Linked DNA regions of Mus musculus: region 2 is linked to region 1. Evidence: chromatin contacts called from public HiChIP or PLAC-seq data. All regions are on one chromosome and are shown on one strand. Each heading gives the region's core, a stretch centred on a gene start, on an enhancer-like site or on the middle of the called end of the contact. The rest is flanking DNA. Distances are from core to core; before and after follow the strand shown. Region 1 overlaps Dock10 (dedicator of cytokinesis 10). Region 2 holds the start of Dock10 (dedicator of cytokinesis 10).

The links. HiChIP or PLAC-seq counts read pairs in DNA pulled down with a chosen protein or histone mark.
Region 2: an H3K4me3 HiChIP or PLAC-seq map of bone marrow-derived macrophages shows a contact between it and region 1, with 5 times the contacts expected there. The contact joins the promoter of Dock10 here to the enhancer-like site in region 1. A contact is called at or near these places in 3 of 39 promoter capture datasets (the C10 cell line and the HPC-7 cell line), 1 of 15 datasets of contacts at CTCF or cohesin (CD8 T cells), 1 of 484 Hi-C or Micro-C datasets (bone marrow-derived macrophages), 7 of 115 datasets of contacts at active chromatin or transcription factors (CD8 T cells, bone marrow-derived macrophages, large pre-B cells and 3 more) and 4 of 9 other capture datasets (adipose tissue, liver, macrophages and 1 more).

The regions. Positions count from the first base shown.
Region 1 is chr1:80,606,173-80,613,028 of GRCm38.p6, forward strand. It overlaps Dock10 (dedicator of cytokinesis 10), which reads right to left. Exons shown (of 56, transcript NM_175291.4): 5 at 381-453; 6 at 1-115. Among named protein-coding and RNA genes, the nearest start is that of Dock10, 150 kb to the right of the region's middle. Within about 2 kb of position 3,654, at least 10 of the 459 cell types and tissues checked have an H3K27ac peak or open chromatin away from gene starts, as enhancers often do. A contact at or near this core is called in bone marrow-derived macrophages, where this site is marked.
Region 2 is chr1:80,753,402-80,760,230 of GRCm38.p6, forward strand. It overlaps Dock10 (dedicator of cytokinesis 10), which reads right to left and starts at 5,152. Exons shown (of 56, transcript NM_175291.4): 1 at 4,925-5,152. The coding sequence starts at 5,047.

The DNA of each region.
Region 1 (6,856 bases), core at 2,404-4,903:
TGACAGTATTGTTCACAGTGCTGTTAAAATTCCCCTTGTAAAGCCAGCCAGACTTGAACACACCAGTACCTCCAGCTCCCCCACCGCCCTTGGATGATGAGTGGGATGTGGTATCCTGAAACAAAAGTCATCATTAGCAAGGCAGCCAAGCCTTGCGGAGCCCAGATCTTAGACACTGCACTTAAAAAGGAGACTTCTTTTCCTCCTTGACTCATCCGTAATAATCGTGTTCCCTGTCAAAACAAACATGATTCATTTTGCCTAAAAGCCCCAACACAACCGGCTCCTGCTGCTCACTAGAAAGAGATTACAAAGAAGCCAGTGCAGCCAGGAACTAATTGCCCCCATGCTTTAACCTGTCCCTTGCAACAGCCACTTACTTCATCCTTATCAGCATCTTCATGGTCAACCTCAAAGGAATGTGAAGGAAGTTTCTCTGGCTTGTGTTCTGCTCTGATATTTAAAAAAGAAGAAAGAGAGAGAGAAAAAAAGTCTATTTTGTCATTTGATTATCTTGCTTCTGTTTTCTTCCATTCCCAAGATCACACCGATTCCATTAACATTGTTTCAGGTTTTGTAAGCTTTGCAACCTTAATATCTGGGGGTTCTTTTTCTCTGGGAAGTGTTAACTTTCCCTTTAGGACCTTGTATCTTATCTCTACTAAGTGCACATTTTAAATGGAGGAGTTATTTTTTTTATTACGTATTTTCCTCAATTACATTTCCAATGCTATCCCAAAAGTCCCCCATACCCTCCCCCACCCCCACTTCCCTACCCACCCATTCCCATTTTTTTGGCCCTGGCGTTCCCCTGTACTGGGGCATATAAAGTTTGCAAGTCCAATGGGCCTCTCTTTCCAGTGATGGCCGACTAGGCCATCTTTTGATACATATGCAGCTAGAGTTAAGAGCTCCGGGGTACTGGTTAGTTCATATTGTTGTTCCACCTATAGGGTTGCAGATCCCTTTAGCTCCTTGGATACTTTCTCTAGCTCCTCCATTGGGAGCCCTGTGATCCATCCACTAGCTGACTGTGAGCATCCACTTCTGTGTTTGCTAGGCCCCGGCATAGTCTCACAAGAGACAGCTATATCTGGGTCCTTTCAGCAAAATCTTGCTAGTGTATGCAATGGTGTCAGCATTTGGAAGCTGATTATGGGGTGGATCCCTGGATATGGCAGTCTCTACATGGTCCATCCTTTCATCACAGTTCCAAACTCTGTCTCTGTAACTCCTTCCAAGGGTGTTTTGTTCCCAATTCTAAGGAGGGGCATAGTGTCCACACTTCAGTCTTCATTCTTCTTGAGTTTTATGTGTTTAGCAAATTGTATCTTATATCTGGAGGAGTTATAAACTGATGTAGATGTGTACATATCTTTTTGTATTGAATGAGAGAGCAAAGAGGATGGATATAAGTCGTAGTGTTTTGCCCCCCCCCCTGCATTCTGAAGCAGGTTACTAAGCAATGACACTTTTGTGAGCGTTTCTGGGTCACCAGTATGTGACATATCCAATGTCACTGGATGATTGCACAAGCAGCCTCAGGCATGAATGGACTTGATTCTCCAGAGGCAGGCTATGTTTTGGCTCTCAGGTTCTGTCATGCCCGTGTGGTAGCTCCTCAGAAGCCCACTCAAATAGAGTAATGTATGCTGTGTGCACCCTTTGGCATCACAGAAATATCCGATTTGGCTGTGGCATGATCAGACATCCCAGAGAAGCAAGAAGGCACACATAGGCTTTATATGTGAAGATAAAATAAGTTTGAAGTAAGTTTTCTTGACTCAAGTCTGTCTCATAATGAATGGCTGGCAGAAGCCAGACTCTCCACTCAAAGTTTAAGCTTTCTTTGATGGTCAGCCCTTTGCCACCTATTAAGGCATAAAAGTCTCTCATGTGCAGACATCCCATTTAATGTTTTCAGATGACATGTCATGTAGAATCTGAGTCAGTCTATGAGAAAAGGAAACCAGAGGTGAATTTGTTAATCCCATCATAGATCCCTTCCTGAGCTAACAGTGTTCTGAAAAGAAAGGGAGAGGGATAAAGGCTCCTTCTACTTAAGTTCATCCTGTGCATTCGCACAGGATATTACCTAATGGATGTAAAGTGCTCTTTGATTCTCCCTCTGAAGGACAGCACAGTGCCTGCATCACCGGAAGAGGTAGCACAGAAGACAATCCCATTCATTGTTAAGCACTGTCCATGACTTAACAGATTCTCAAAAATTAGAAGGCATTTACATCTATCACTATCACCCGCTCCCCCAGCCCCATTTCCATCCCTGGGTCCCACAAGCTACTGTGATGAACATAGGACCTGAGACTGAGTGTTATGGATGAAGTGTGCCAATTTCCTTCTCTACTGTGTTGTCTGTGGTCTTTGTAAAATCTGGAGACCCGCTGATCAGAACTTGCATATGGTAAGAGTCTTTCTCAACAGTAAAAGTGGGAAGAAGAGCTGTAGTAAGTGTTATTTGGAGATTATCCCCTTGGGCTTGGGTGGATAAGAGATAGGAAGTTCTTAGGAGCTACCGCCACTCACTATAGCTAAAGTGTGAGCTCCAGGTTCAATGATCAAGGCTGTCTTAGAAAATAGGGCTGAAATGATAGGCTAAAGCACCGGGTGCTGATGCCGTGGATTCTACATTGCTCATACAGAGACGAATGCACCTGTTACCCCTTCCCATGGAGGTTATCTCTTTTTGAAGTCTGGTAGGTATTTAAAACATATCTACTAATAGATACATTTAACATATATTTACATACCCAAATTAATTCATATAAAAAAACCCAATAACATGTAATATTACATTCTTTGGCCACAGCTTATTGACTGACAAGTTGGAAGATTTTTAAAAATATAGGGAAAAGTTGAGTATTCAAACTTAAACACTTGTGGATTTATTGCTCTTTGTCTAACAACAGATGTGTGGGGCTCCAGTCTTGTTAAATCATGCTGTTTTACAGAGATAAACATGAAGAGCACAAGGGCTATAAACACACCGAAGAGATAGGATTGGAGGATGTATGTCTCTTTGAAATGACTTTATCAGGAAAGATGTCTTCAAATCATCACTGAAAACACTAAGAATATAGAATCTTTCTTCTTTGCAGAGTCTCAGAGATGTTCCAACTCATCTGGGCTAATTGTCACAGTGACGTTAACTTGTTCTGCTCCTTTTGGTCATGGTCACCTTCCTGGGAAGGCAGAGGAAGCAGCCTTCACACACAGCATTACCTTCAGACCTGAGAAAAACTTCCTACCACACTCCATTTTTCTGTAATAGCATATTATACCACTTGAACAAGGAACCAGTCCTTTCACAGTTTTGTTTGATTGACAAGATTAAAGCCTCTGACTACAATATTTTCCTCTCTCTCTCCAATGAGAGCTAATATGTCATCTGGATTTTAGGGGCAAGTTCAAATGGCAAGTTGCAGAGCAAAATAATTGTTTGAAATGTTTTATCTGAAACATGTGCATTATGGGATTTTTAACTGATTAGGTATGGCAGTAACGAGAGAGTGGAGGAAACTTCCATGTTAAGTCATCACACATATTTTTGTAAATTGGAGAGAGGGTGATCTTAAGGGCTATCACCACAAAAATGAGGATGTGAAGTGATTCATTTCCTAGTCAGCTGGATTTGACTATTCCTCAATGCCTCTGTATTTCAGAACATCATTCTGCGCATGACAGGAGCATACCCAGCGGGTATATATTTTCCAGACCAGTCATTACTCTAAGTCATAGGATTCTTAGTTGGGCAATATTGATGTCTAGTTTTCTTTTCTGGTAGCAAGCATAGCACTGTCCAGCATTGTGAGTGCTAGCCAACAGGGGTGAAGCTTCCATGTCAGGACTGATTTTTTCCCCATGTTTTATAATTCTAAATGTGGTATTAGCGATAGGGCTTTACCGCAAAATTCAGTGGAAACAGTATTACAAGACATGCCGAACAGTGGTATGACTATTATGGGCATAACCAAACACTTTTTTTTTGATAGAATTTAAGGCTTGCTTCTAAAGATGAAACACATACTGGACACATTATTCAGGACAATAACTTGTGGTGACATAGGTCATAGGCCTTAGGTGATAACGTACTACTATTATTCTGCTAAGTATTAATCCAACTCCTAATGACTTATCACTTTACCTATAGATTAATGCATTTCTCAGCACTCATCAGAGAGCTCCCCCTTGGAATAGATGCCAGTTAGCATAGAGACAGACAACTGGTCAATATTCAGGGAATAAGAGGCTTTGAAATACTCATCTCTTAATGAGACATCTACATTATACTCCCTCCTGTGAAGGCTCAGAAATTATTAGAGAAAAGGAGTAAGGAAGGTTTTTTAAGAGACAGAGGTGGTGGATGACTGGAGCATCGTAGTATTTTCTAGACATAACAGGGCACATATGAACTTGTAGCAGCCATGACAGCATGTACAAGACCTGGCTGAACTCATGCCAAACAAAACAGAGCATGGATTGGGAGGCAAGCAGGAAGTCTTACTCCCTACCACAGCTACTGAAAACTGGTGACTTCTGGGAAAGGGAGAGCCAGCTATTAATTAATTAATTATTTAATTAATTAATGTATGTGTGACACTGGTTGGTTGACCATACTCCAGGGGATGGGACCACATCCAAGAGTATTTAGACAGTACAAATTGGACTCATTGGGTTTGAACAAAAAAAGAACAACAAGTTGGGTGAGTAAAGAGATGAGGGCAAATTCATGAGGATTTAGAGGAAGGTTCAAATATTATAAAAATATTTTGTATGAAACTCTCAAAGAATTAATACAAATAATTTGGAAAAGAAAACCAAAAAGAAAGGAGTGACTAAGTAATTGTGTCAGATAGAGTGATTGAGGTTGGTCACCCCTAGATGTGTGACTTAGGATGACAGTGAGGAACAGCAGGTACTGTGAGGAGCCAGGGAAACCTCCTCCTGGTAGAGAGAAACATAACTGAGGTCCTGTGGAGGAAAGCAAGTGAGCTGGGCAGGAAAAGCTTCTGAGTGCAGGAGGCAGGCAGTGTTTAAACCATGTCTGCGACTCCAAGCGACTGATGACTCTTTCTCTTATTGGAGTCCAAGGCAACACACCCCTTACCCTACCTTAAAAGAGCAATAGCCCCACCCTGCTGTCCTTTCCTGAAGTCTGCATGATTATCAAACATTATTTTTTCTCTCATTTAAAGATAGCATTAAGGTTGTACCACCGTCTATTGCCTTCAAATTTCAACTTGAAGGAGCACTGGGTGGTCTCTAAGAACCTTTGGAGTCTGAAGATAAAGACTGCCCTGGGATTTCATATTTTGAGTTTGAACCTAATGTAAGTAATAATTTACAGAGGTTCTCAGTTTTATCCCAAATATTCTACTATTGCCCTGAGAAGGATCATGGCAATATCTGAGTACCTCTTTAGTTATTGTCTGTGAACTCAGTGCCCACATTTCCCATGTAAAACGCAACAACTCTTCCTATGATACGTGGTTATGAGTTTTGCATGTTATGTATCACACCTGGCATATTCTAACTCTGAACAAATATCTGTTTATCTAAGGTGGGTTTTTCTTTCTGTTAAATTGAGACAGGGTTACAGATAGCCAAGGCTAGCCCTGAAAACACCATGTAGGTAAAAATGATTTTGAGTTCCTGATTAGAAGAAGCTCCTGCTTGTATGTCTTGAGTGTTTGGTATGTCCTGCCATGCTTAGCTTCCTTCCTTTAAAATGAATTTCTCTTTTTGCCCATTTTCTAGTCCAGTTCAATGGGTGAAACTTGATTTGATCTTTAGCCAAAAAACATACTATTGGGAAATATTCTTCTTTCTCAGGTCAACTGTGGTAAAGTTGCTTGTTGCTGTTTTGTTTTGTTTTCTACATTGTTTATCTCTATATTTTACCCACACAGTAATGAACTAAGGAGCATCATAATTTTTCTGATGCCATTTGACTCTCTCAGGAACCCCAGGCCTTACGTTGACTATGTGAGGCCTTATGTTTCACGTTCTGGTGAAAGCAATGTATCTCGCTAGCTTGCAGTTTTGAACGAACACTCAAATAGATACAGGGTTCTTAGAGTTAAAATTAGCTTAGCATCCTTGTACATTTAAATAGTATGTTTCACTCTTCTCTACTTTTCTGTAATTTCATCTTTTAAATTTTTATTTTGTAGCCTTAGCAGCTTGGAAGAAGAAGTGATCCATTTGAATTGGTGGCGCACATAGGAGAGTTCCTCTAATCCAGGAGGCACAAATGTGATTTACTTTTAACAGCCTCATAAGGCCTAAATAAATTAGTCTGGTTCCTCTACTGACCTAAATATGGATAGTCTTTAGGGAGTGGGTTCAGCTTTGTAAAATCATTAAAAATTTATTCTACTATGCAATGTTGAAGTATTCATTGTTCTGGGGCATATACTAGGGAATTCTACTCTTTAAGTGATAGAATATATTTTATGTGGATATAAGAAAAAAACCTAAGACTTCTGCCTTTGTGGCAGACTTTCCCCCTTTTACTCTCTACTTCAACTTCCTTTAGATAATATCAATGAAATTCTCAAGAATATTTCAGTCATTTTCTCTTACCATGTGGGTGATATGTCCATGCATGGTATGAAAATTTTACTCGGTAATCATGCCCAGAATCTCTCCTCAGTGGACAAGCTTTCTGTATCTTTTTAATGGAGGGAGAATTCTGTGATCATGAAATACTGTGTTTACTTCTTTCATGACATCATGACTATAGTAAGTTAGTATTTGGTAGTGAAAGTGCCCCATGTATGTGAGAGAGAGGAAAGCGTTTTGCTCAAAAGCGAGGGCCAGGGGAGATCATTCACTG
Region 2 (6,829 bases), core at 3,902-6,401, 150 kb after region 1:
ACTCTTTGTTTCTTTGTTGACCATTCTAAAAGTTTTCTAGAAGTTACTTGTAATAGTTTGTATATTCTTGTCCCAAGGAGTGGCACTATTTGGAGGTATGGCCTTGTTGGAGTAGGTGTGTGTGTGGGCATGGGCTTTAAGATCCTACCTACTCCTAGCTGCCTAGAAGTGAATCTTCCACTAGAGGTCTTCAGATAAATATGTTGAACTCTCAGCTTTGCTGCACCATGCCTGTCTGGATACTGTCATGCTCTTGCCTTGATGATAATGAACTGAACCTATGTACCTATAAGCCAGCCCCAACTAAATGTCGTCCTTATAAGGGTTGCCTTGGTCATGGTGTCTGTTCACAGCAGTAAAACCCTAACTAAGACATTACTTTTCCAAAGAAGTCTTAAGTATAACTAGTAGCATTCAGGCTTGGTCTTGTGAACTTTGTGTTGACTTCCTTACCAATCAGAAAAGTCAAAGGAATTTTCTCATATTAGATAAAAGAAGGCAGTGATTTCTGCTAAAGCTTTAGTCTCCTTGTCATAAAGAGCCCTGTTATAAGAAAAATATTGGGGCTGGAAAGATGGTATTAAGGTAAGAAGCACTTGCCACTGTTGTAGAGGACTAGAGTTTGGTTCCTAGCATCCTAATTGCAGCTTACAACCATGTGTGACTATAGTTTCAACAAGTCTGACACCCTTTCCAAGCTTCCATGGACCCTTCATGCACATTTAATGTGCATTAACTCTTGCAGCCACACAGACACATAAAAATCATAAACAATTAAACAAATCTTTTTTTTTAAGGGCTGTTTGTGCCTAAGATGCTAAATAAACAGGCATATTGCATATTGCTTTTAAATGCTGGACATTCACAGTAAAAATAATGCTTTGTTTTTATTCAATGGCTCAACAACTTTCTACTTCCTTCTAACTTAACCTTTGGGAAATCTCAAACTCTGTTCAACTTTCAGAAGTCTCTCATACTCTCCACTGTTTAAATGTCACAAAGCTCAGAGGGGAGGACATTCTTCTTTCTAGGAATTCCTCCTGCAGTCATGTTAGATGCTCATTCCTTCTCAATCAGAGTCCTTTAGCAGGTCAAAGTTTCTATTTATTCAGAGCTCCGGAAAATGTCAAAAGTAGTATTGTAAGTAGATACCACACTTAGAAGAATCAGAGCAAGCAGACAGGACTCTTGCAATTATGGGACAAGCACTTTCTTCCTTTACTGCTTACCCTGCTTGAGTGGGTAGGCATAGGAACATCATGGTTAACTGCAATCACTCTGGCAGGCTGTTTCCTCTTTAAGTTAATAACAGATTATATAAAATTAAGGATGAGTTACAGAGAAACCACCATAAGTGCATTAAATTGCACATGTGGTCTAGGCAGTGCACATTCAGGCACAAATTGACCTTGGCATGTGTCCTTCTGCCTGTGCGCCATTTGATGTTTTCCATGTTGCCCAAAGCCTTTTGTTATTCTGACCACCTAAATTCGTTCCTTCCATAAGCACATTACAGATCTGATGTGGTACTTGCATAAAACTTAAGTATTCTTGTTAAAGGTATTTGTTTGCAATGTAATCATACATACATGCAGAAACGTATACATGTCTTAAGCTTATATGTTAGTGAATAGTAAAAAGTAATGTATGTAAGATAATTCATGCAAAGGATAGACACAGCTCATTATTTTTGAAGAAACGTTCTTATTTCAAACTAGTGGCAGTAACCCTCTAAAACTAACCTGGTATGTGCATGTGTGTTGAACTATGGTGATAAAACACTCAAGTCCTAACATGGGAGGTATATCTACAATCCCACTAGAACTCAAATTCTACACTAGAAAAGCTTATTCATATGATAGCAGACAAAGCAATTTCAGGAAATTGACTTAGTATTATGATTTGGCCATAAAATAAGTTATTAGTCATTAATTTTCTACAGTAACTAAAGGGACCGTGTCTGTTCAAAATATCCATTGTACATAATAGTTCTTAGAGAGAGGCAAAATGTGATAGGTCCAAGCCAGGAGTCTGCATGCACACATAGTAGAGTGGTTTGGTTAACACTGACATCACCTTTGCTGTGACATTCTACTTCCTGTGGCAGCTGCCGTCAAAGCTAGCCTTGGTCATGTTCTTCAGTCAGTTTCCCTTGATCTCTGGTCTCCACACCCCAAATATATTTCAAAGACTTCATCTCAATCTCAGGTGTAGTTAATTTGACCCCCTCATCCATCTTTATTAGTGAGAACACAGGCCAAGATTTATAACAACCTCTGTAGCATTCTGAAAGGCTTTCAGAAAAAGACTATAAACTTAGAAGTGAAATAGATTTTTTTTTTCACTAGAAGTTCCTTGAGCCCCTCGGTATAAGAGAGGACCGTTCGCTGCAGCACACAGACACTCATCTACTACCTTGTATTAAAATAGACAAACCACAATATGTTCTCATTATCCTTTTGTCTCCCCGTCATATCTTCGTCATCCCACTTCCCTTTGACAAACAGTCTTTGAGAACACAGAGCAGCAGACCTATAGAGCTTGAAGAAGCTGGATCAATGCAAACCTCTGATGAACATGTACCATGTAGGCTAATGTTGAGGCTTTAGGTACAGTGGCCCTCTTGGTCCCACTGAGTGTGGTAATGAGTGAAAAAAAAAAAAAAAAAAAAAACCAAACCAACCTTTCCTGCTTCCTTTCAGGAGAAACGGTAGGGGTAGGGGAGAGAGCAGAGCTCATGTCTTCCTGCCAAAATCACTGCCAGCCCTGCCTGCCTAGATGTGTACTATCCCTTGAAATATCTTGGCAAGAGCTGGTTCTGGAGTGTTGGCCAAGGTGCTGAAGTGAGGAAGGCTGGGCACCTGTGCCAGTGAAGTGCCCCTTACTGCTACCCTTAAGAACACTGTGCTCATTCACTGTGACAAGACCTCACTAGGGTTTCAAATGTAAGGTCGTCTTGGAGGGGTGTGTGTGTGTGTGTGTGTGTGTGTGTGTGTGTGTGTGTTTAGAAGGGATACATAATATTTATAAAAATTCCATTGCTGCAGAAACGTTATGAGAATCCACTGCAAAACAAGACACAAATAAAAGAAGCCATGCTATTGCTTCGAGGTGGATGCTAAACCTTGTTATGTTTTTACAAAGAGTCCCTAAAATGAATTAATGGCAAAGCAATTTTAACATAAAGCAAATGACAGAATAACAAAAGCACAAACCTAAGGAATCCCCTAAGACAGTGTTCTCAACCTTCCTCATCTTGAGACCCTTTGATACAGTTCCTCAAGTTGTGGTGACTCCTCCACCCCCAACCAGAAAGTTACTTTTGTTACTACTTCATATCTGGAATTTTGCTACTTTTATGAATTGTCAGGTAACTGTGTTTCCCAAAGGTCTCAGGCAACCCCTGTGGAAGGGGGGTCCTTTGAACCCCAAAGGGTCAAGACTCAGAGGTTGAGAACCACTGCTTTACAAGGTAAAATTACTGTCTTATGTGTGTCTGATTCTGTAATAGCTCCACCCGCTTTTCAGAATGGCCCGTTTTTGACAGTTTGTCTGTTCTTCCTTAAAAATATGCATACAGATATCAAAACCACAGGCTGGCACTGTCAAGGGATTAGGTAACAGTTGAATTGTCTCTGGCAGCTGCATATTGCAGCCAGTGGTGAGGGAAAGGGAAGGAAAGGGCAGCCTGGCTACCAGTTCTTTTCACACTCCAGGCTTCCCCATCCCCCACCCCCACCCCCCACCCTCTGTGCATTTGCTGCTCTGGTCCCTCTGCCAGGCAATTTGCTTCCGCTCTGTTCAGCTTCCCGACCTCTGGCTTTAAGAGAGGCTTCTGGCTGTGGGAACTGGCTCTGACCAGATCTGGCTCCCTCCTCTTCGGTGACTGGCAAAGGCAACACTTTGACACTCTTAAATAGGGTTGTTTAATTCCTAATGGTATTTACTGGCAAAAAAAAGGAAAATGAAACCCACAACGAGGATTCTGGTCCAACAAAGTCAGGCCAAGAGCTCCGTGGCTGAGCCCCACTCTTGCTGGAAGGCTACTCCCTACGGGCTACCCATTTCTACCACAGTTGATGTGCGCTCCCTGCTTGCTGCTTTCATCCCTTAGTGTGACACCTACTGGAATTTATGAATATCTCGTGATGCACGGGTATGATTTGGGCACCTGATGCTGGCTTTTGCCTCAGGGACTTCCCGCGGAAATCACCCAATACTTAGAAGGCATTTCGACAAGGAAGTAACCAGGGGAAACCTTCTGGAAGGAGATTCCCGTGAAATCGCTTCAAAACACACCAGAAGCCACTGGCTACTTAATAACCCACGTCCCCTTCATCCCAGTTTCCCCCAGCTCTTTCTGCAACAGTATAAAGTGGCTGGTTGGGTTCCAGCCTGTGGGGGGAGGGAGATCTGTGCAAATTGCAGATTTTCCTCACTAGATAGAAGGTGGGGGTTTCAGCTTTGGTCTGGCTGAAGAGCTAGCTCACTACATCTTTTCTAGGTTCCACGGGGAGGAGAGGGGCGCGCAGACTTGTGGATCTACAGGTTCCATCCATTTAGCTCCCCCCACCCCTTTATCCCGCCCCCACCCGCCGCCCCAGGTCCCTGTCACCCTGTCACCTTGAGCCAGACTGGATGCATTCCCGCCTCCTCCACCCCCCTTAAAACGTAGGCACACGCTCTCCCACGCAGCTGCTCATCTAAGCGTCCCGCGTTCCTAAAGTCCCCCAATGCGCCTCTGGTCCTTAATTCTTTGGTGACACTGCTTGGAGGAGGTGACTCCGGGGTCGCTCTGTGGGGGAGCGAATTCGGGGTGGAGGACAAGCTAGCTCCCGTGCAGGGGCTCACAGGGCTGGCGACAAGGCCTGTCTGGGGTCCCTGGGCAAGCCCCGCCGTGGCGCGAGGGACGCAGGGCACTCACCCGCTGCTGCTGACGGCTGCTGACGGCCACCGCGGCGGCAGACGCGGCGCTGTGCCGGAGCTCGGCCGCCTGTCCCGGTCTCAGCAGGCTCCGGGTGAACCTGCGGGTCCGCTCCCCGGCCATCGCGGGCCGTGCCGCTCGCGCCTCGGCCCCGGAGCGAGTGTGTCCCGCCGGTCCCCTGGCCGCGCCAGCCTGTTCTACCCACCCGCCGTTCAGGAAGCGGAACTCAGAGCCTTTCCCCCCCTCTTCCCCGCTCAACTCACAAGAGGCGGGTTTTTCTCGCGCGCACCCCCACTCTGCCCACCCCCTTCGCTCCCGCTCAAGCTCCGCGGCGACTTTGCAAACTCTGCGCCTCTCGGGCGGCGCGGCCAACTCTGCCTGGCTAGGGCGCATCTGCAGCGGGACGCGCGTGGGGGTGGCTCCACCCGCGCCGCCCACCCGCGACTCGGTACTGATGCCGGGCTGCCTCTGCTGGGACCTGCTTACCGCCCTATTCTCAATCCGATGCTCATAGAGGGTTGGGGATTTGGCGTTTTTTTGAGGATCAGACCTACATTCTGAGGTTAGGAAGTGGAGAAGGGTTGATCTTAGGTATCCTGTGCACCCTTGGAGGTGGGTCAGAGGTTTTATTAAGTAAGGATCCCTCTGGTGGCTGGGCCCCTTACTTTGAAGTCTCTAGGGGACCCAGATTCCTTACTTGGTCTTGGGATAGTCGGTGTGAATTCACACCTTCCGCCAATTTTTCCTCAACTGCGTCCCTACTCTATACCAGCTACACTGCTCTTGTAAATAAGACCATATAGGATGGTTTACCAAATGCCTCCTTAACTTTGCATACTAATTTGAATTAAAATCTAGTGTCTATCTGGGTAATGTAAGGGATTTCAGGGTGGAAATTAGGATGAATAAGAACTGCTGTTGGGTTACAGGGTAGGGTGAGTAGGACAGGGTGGGTGGTTCTTAGTCTATTTTTCTGCTTTCTTATCAAATCCCCCCCCACCCTTGCCTCGAGCTATCTGATTAAAGTATTCTAAAATTCTTATCTGGAGTCACATGCAGGGTGGTTCTCTGCCCAGTGTGGGTGGGTGAAAGACCAAGGCTCCTGGGAGAGCTGTGTGGACATTCTGGATTTCTTAAGGGCCTTTTTGTGGATCTGTGGCCTCTGGATTTTCTAAAGTTAAAAACATTTTTTTTAGCTTGTGGTGTGCCTGGTGTTTCTCACATAGTAGGCTAACAGGCTCTCTTTGAGGAAAATCTGGGTTACACACAGTGTGACTCTGTCTTAACTTTTTGACAAACTGTAACCATTTCCCCCCCTGTTTTAGAATACTGTCTGGTGTATAGTATAACTGAATAACTCATGATTATGCACGACTCTCAAAGGCTCAGGAAGTCTGAGGCAGTCAAAGACTTGAGTGCTGAGGCAGGAGGATGGCAAGAAAAGAAAAATGGTCTAGAAGCAAAGACTGTAGTAACAGAACATGAGTCATAGTGTGTCTTGGGTACAACAGTTCAGGTTTGAATTTATTTTGCTGTGTTGAAATACTCTGGCTAAAATCAACTTGAGGAAGAGAGGATGCATTGTGCTTAGATCTGGGTGCTTTCAGTTCCGTTCATCTTATCTTACTCAGTCAAGGTCCTGATGCTCAGGGGTAGTGATGCCCACAGTGGGCTGAGCCTTCCTATATCAATCATCAATCAAGACAATCTCTCACAGATATGGCCACAGGCCAACTTGATAGTGGCGGTTCTCCAACCGAGGGTCATTCCTCCTTCCCAGGAGACTCTCGGTTGTGTCAAGTTGAACATGAGCAGAGCAATACACTGAATAGCACATGCAACCATGTCTTCAACTGCATCATGTATCAGGAAATCACTTTTAGTTTTATTCTTGACACCAGTTTT